Linked DNA regions of Mus musculus: region 2 is linked to region 1. Evidence: chromatin contacts called from public HiCAR-type data. All regions are on one chromosome and are shown on one strand. The core of a region is the stretch at or near the end of the contact, and the rest is flanking DNA. Distances in the headings are between cores, read along the strand shown. Region 1 overlaps Sdc2 (syndecan 2). Region 2 has its middle 110 kb from the start of Gm41290.

Evidence for each region. HiCAR-type assays count read pairs that join an accessible place to other places.
Region 2: a HiCAR-type map of fibro-adipogenic progenitors shows a contact between it and region 1, with 11 times the contacts expected there. The contact joins two enhancer-like sites. A contact is called at or near these places in 1 of 15 datasets of contacts at CTCF or cohesin (the NIH/3T3 cell line) and 2 of 115 datasets of contacts at active chromatin or transcription factors (embryonic fibroblasts and fibro-adipogenic progenitors).

Annotation. Positions count from the first base shown.
Region 1 is chr15:32,942,761-32,945,460 of GRCm38.p6, reverse strand. The region is part of intron 1 of Sdc2 (syndecan 2); the gene reads right to left. Among named protein-coding and RNA genes, the nearest start is that of Sdc2, 23 kb to the right of the region's middle. Within about 2 kb of position 1,275, at least 42 of the 459 cell types and tissues checked have an H3K27ac peak or open chromatin away from gene starts, as enhancers often do. A contact at or near this core is called in fibro-adipogenic progenitors, where this site is marked.
Region 2 is chr15:33,922,854-33,925,553 of GRCm38.p6, reverse strand. No RefSeq gene overlaps it. Among named protein-coding and RNA genes, the nearest start is that of Gm41290, 110 kb to the left of the region's middle. Within about 2 kb of position 1,278, at least 60 of the 459 cell types and tissues checked have an H3K27ac peak or open chromatin away from gene starts, as enhancers often do. A contact at or near this core is called in fibro-adipogenic progenitors, where this site is marked.

The DNA of each region.
Region 1 (2,700 bases), core at 26-2,525:
CACGGAGGACAGCAGAGGGCACTGGATCTTCTGAAACTAGAGATTGAGTGGCCAGTTGTGAGTAGCTATGTGGATGCTGGGAACCTGAATCCTTTGGAAGAATAGCTGATGTTACTATTGAGCCATGTTTCCAGGCCCTGTGCTTTTCTTATGTTCCAAAAATATGTTTTTGTTATTTTAACTATATATGGGAATGCGCACATGTGTGCAGATGCCCTTGGAGGCAGGAGACATTAAATCTCTGGGTGCTAGAGTTACAGGAGATTGTGAGTCCAGAAATGTAGCTGCTGGGAACTGAACTCAGGTCTTCTGCAAGAGCAGTATGTATTCTTAACCATGTCTCCAGCTTCCATAATGCTTTCTCCAGTGTTTCTTCTCTAAGGTCAGTTTTCAAAAGCATGAATGATTATCTCAAGGTAAAGATAACAACTTCAGACATGTGGTACTTCAGCTCTAACTGGGGAATGGGAAAACATGATTTTTCTCTGTGGTAGTTGAATTAAAATGGACTCCATAGGCTCATATATTTGAATGCTTGGTCCCCAGTGAGTGAAACTATTTGGGAAGGACTGGGAATGTGTCCTTGTTGAAGGAGGAGTGCCATGGGGGCTGGGCTTTGAGATTTCAATAGCTTGTGTTATTCCCAATTTGCACACTCTCTTTGCCTCAAGCATGTGGGAAAAAAAATGTTAAGTTCTCAGCTACTATCCTGTGCCATGTGTTCCTGCCTGTTCCTATGCTCCCCACTATGATGGTCACAGACTCATCCTCTGAAACTTTAAGTGCCCATTAAATGCGTTCTTCTCTAAGTTGCCATGGTCATACTATACTGTCTCTCTTCATAGCAGTGGAAAAATGACTAAGCTGGTAACTTAACTTCTCTGAGCCTCTGTCCTCCTCAGCTGCTCAAGCCCTCCTGGTCCAGTCCTTTCCCCCAATGTCCGCCACCAGGTCTGCAAAGACAAATACTATTTGCCAGGTCTTCTTCAGCTTTGGCTCAAGGCTACTTCAAATTCAGTCTCCCAAAGAGCCACCTTCTTTTATCCTCTACATTTTCTGGGCTTTAGTCCTTGGTTGTCCCTGGAAGAGTCTTTTGTTTTAAAAAAAAAAAAAAAAACAAAAAAAAAAAAACAAAAAAAAAAACAGCCCTGAAGTTCCCAGGGGCTGAGGGTTAATGCAGGTCTCTTAGAGCCGGATGTGCATAATCAGACTCAGACAGCAGCTGCTGAGCTGGAGCTAATCCTTAGAGGACTGCTCAGCCCTCCTTGTTCTCTGGAAGTGAGATTGCCTGTCACCAGGCCTGCTCCAGCTGCTGGCCTGTATGTTTTCAGGACACTGCAAACAACATCCTCTGTGAACTCCACTCTCAAAATGCCAACAGATTTCTGTTTTGCTTTATCAAGCTGCCTCTCCAGATTCAAGGACTTCAAACAGAAGTCTGGTTGGGGTCCATACACTAAATATCATATATAAATGATGTGGGGGTGGGAAAGGTACCTAGAGAGCCGTGGATGTGAACGTCTGTTAACAGACCTCTTACTGTGCCTGTGTTCACATGGACAGGCAGTATTCTACACAACATTAAAGGTGAGTGAAGCATCCAAAGTCACCACTAAATATATAGCTCAGACACTACTTCCTAACCCCAATGGAATGTCCCCCTGACACTGTAATGCCTCTCCAATCCAATCCCATGGTACGCAAGAATAAAAATGATTTGGTTTTGTTCTCTTGGAAATATAACTAACAACTTAGCTTTAGCGAAAATGTTTTCTTCTTGTAGGTTTGGGAGAAGGATTTGCAGGATGCATTTTAAAAATAAGGTCATCATTACAAAGTTTTCTTGGCTGGATTCTTAGATCAACTATAATTAGCACAACTCACCGTGTGCCAGGAAGTCTCTCGAGAAAATAAAAGTTTGCTTGAGAACCAGTCAGTTCTAGGTAACAACTATGTACTAAATTTGTCAAATTAGGGGCCAGCATAACTCATGAGAGACTACGTGTTTGTTCGTATAGTTAATATTATATTACTGCTTCTAGCATACAAACAATTCAAACTCCATTATGATTTTAAAATATTTTTCCATGTTAAGCATAAATTTAGACAATTTGGTGACCGAGACTCCTGAAGCAAAAGTGTTATCTTTAATGATTCAATGGAATTAGATTCTTATTTAGTTGTAAATATTTGAAGAGTTCCCAGATCTCTATACAAATTACATTTTAAGTATTTATTTTTATTACGTTTTCTTTATATGCATGCACCTGTGTGAATGTGTGCTACCCGTGCATAGGTTCTAGAGTGGGAATTACAGGTAGCTGTGAGAGCTGTTGTGAGTGTGGAGAGCCAAGCTCAGAGAAGACATGCACACTCTTAATGGCTGAGCCACCTCTTCATCTGAAGCTTCAGCCCTTTTCAATTGCACATTCTTTGTTAGACGTTCACACTAATGAATACATAGAATTTTGAAATCTTTTGAGAAGCGCCTTGAGACTTAAGAATCCATATTAAATAAATTCCAGTCATAAATTATATTTTAGAATTTGAAGACTTCATTAAAGACAGTGAGGAGGGAAAAATAGATTTGCAAATCTACTAGACAGTTATCTGGAGAATGGGAAAAGTTGCTCTTATCACACAGAAATCATAAGCACCAAGCTGCTTCTGTTTCTGCTTCTGCTTCCGCTTCCGCTTCCG
Region 2 (2,700 bases), core at 29-2,528, 980 kb before region 1:
CCCCAAGTTAACTCCCACTTTTGGCTTTGCATGATATATACTTCATAGCCTTACTTGTGTCCGCATAAAATTCCATTGTGTAGATGTGCTGTTTTCTTTACTTACTCATTGGTTGAAGGTCTTGTTGGCTGGTTCCATGTCCTGGCTATTGTGAATACTGCAGCAGTATACATGGATGCCTGAGTGTCTCTGTAGTGTGTAAATGAGTTCTGCACATGTCCCCAGAAACAGTGTAGTTAGTTCCATTTGCAGAGCTTTTTGTTTGTTTGTTTGTTTGTGTTTTTGAGACAGCTCTATGTAGCTCTGGCTGCACTGGAACTAGCTCTGCAGACCAGGCTGGCCTTAGGCTCAGAGATCAGCTTTTCTCTGCCTTCTGAGTGTGGGAATTAAAGGTATGCATTACCATGCCTGGCTATTACTTGCAGATTTTTGAGGAATCTTCCCACTGATTTCCATAGCTTATTAAAAAGAATCAACTCCTGTTTTCCTCCCTCCCTCCCTCCCTCCCTCCCTCCCTCCCTCCCTCCCTCCCTCCCTCCCTCCCTCCCTCCCTTTCCTTCCTCTCTCTCTCTTCCTCCTTCCTCCATCCATCCCTTTCTTCCTTCCTTCTCTTTTATGTTTAGAGTTGTGTGCCCATCCCAGGTGCTTTAGGCAGCCAGTTGAAAATTTATTGTTTCAGCTGTTTGGCAATACACTATTAATTGTGGATTTTTAACAACAAAAATAACCAGACAAGCTGGTTTTCTTTTGAGCACTGGCAGACGTGGTTTCAATTTTTAATTCTAAGTAACGTACATGGCACACACACTTGCCAGAAAGGAAGAGTCTTTTCTGGAAGGCAGCATGCCATGTGGCCCATCTTGCTTTCTACTGAGTGCCTTTTGGAATTTATATTAAAAAAATGAGGAAGGAAGAAAAACAAATGAAAGTGGTTGCCAGGGCAACTTGCATCTTTGCGCAGTAGTGGTTTTTGTGTCACTGGATTTTCTGATGTTGAGTTTAGTGGCTAGTTGTAGAGTTTTTCTTTGGAAAATTGCCTAGTCTAAAGCCTGTATACACTTTAGAGCCTTCAGACCTTCTGCAGGCTCACACAGACCTCATTCAACCTATGTTGGCGATTGGGTATGAATGGTTGGTTACGTTGGAACATTTTTCTGTAGCTGTCTGTTCTTTAGTCTATTTGCTTTTGGCATCTGAGTTTGTAACCTTCCCTGAATTACTCCTGTATGACTTCTTGTCACAATCCCAAATCCCAGAGGCACTTGCTAACTCAGCCCAGATGCCAGGATGATTCATCCCAGCTGGATTGCCTGATCCTAATGAGTAAACAGTCATATGTGCAGTTAAAACAGAAGTCAAAATGATGAAATTAGTCTTCAGGCTGTACTTAGTAATGACAAGGTTTCCTTTTGTAAAACCCAAGAACCACTCATGCAGGTACTAGCAATAAGGGACAAGCCAATCATCTTGTTCTCCTGTCTTTCAGAATCTATAGGAGCTATAAGGTGCATCTGTGTTAGGGACTAAGAAGGCCACTAAAGGCTAGATGGTGAGAGAAACAAAGTGATGTCTTTCCTCAGAGAGCATTGTGAAAATTAAATTTTCAGCTTTAGTGACTGAACTTTCCGGTTTCTCTTTGTCTCTATAAAGACTGACTTTGCTTCCCATGCTTCAGGTTCTGTAGCACTCTGCCCTTGCTTCTGGAGTCTGGAGGTTTACCTATTTCCCTTGCCACACTATGAGGTGCTGGTGGTATGTGTTTAGAAATGCTACTAGGAGGTCAGCATGCTGTAGGTAGCTTGATGATGGCCATATTAAGAATTAAGGAATTTAACAAATACCCCAATCAAGGCTACTGCTGTTATTCCTCCTCCTCATTCTATGTTTCTTTCTTTTTCTTTGTCTTTCTGTCTGTCTGACTTTCTCTGTTTTTTTTTTTTTTTTCCATTTTTGAGATAGCTTACCAGTGTACAGGTCTTCAAAATGTTACTTTCTTTTTGGGTCTCTGGAACCTAACAATGACTGGCATCTGGTAGGTATACTATACTTATTTGAACAAACGAAGGGACTATGCTTAGTTTCCTGAAGGACAAAAATCAGAATAAAACCAACCAATCCATTCTTATATATAACGAAACAATCTCTCTCTCTCTCTCTCTCTCTCTCTCTCTCTCTCTCTCTCTCTCTCTCTCTCTCTCAATCTCTCTCTCTGTCTGTCTTTCTTTTACACACACACACACACACACACCTGTAGAGATTTGAAGTGATCCATTGAAAGGTCCTTACCTTCCCACCTGTCTTAGTCAGGGTTTTTATTCCTGCACAAACATCATGACCAAGAAGCAGGTTGGGGAGGAAAAGGTTTATTGAGCTTACACTTCCACGTTGCTGTTCATTACCAAAGGAAGTCAGGACTGGAACTCATGAAGGTCAGGAAGCAGGAGCTGATGCAGAAGCCATGGAGGGATTGGCTTGCTTCTCTTGGCTTGCTCTGCTTGCTTTCTTATACAACCCAAGACTACCAGCCCAGGGATGGTACCACTCACAATGGGCCCTCCCCACTTGATCACTAATTGAGAAAATGCCTTACAGTTGGAGCTCATGGAGGCCTTTCCTCACCTAAAGCTTCTTTATCTGTGATAACTCCAGCTTGTGTCAAGTTGACTTGACACATAATATCAGCCAGTACACCACCAATCC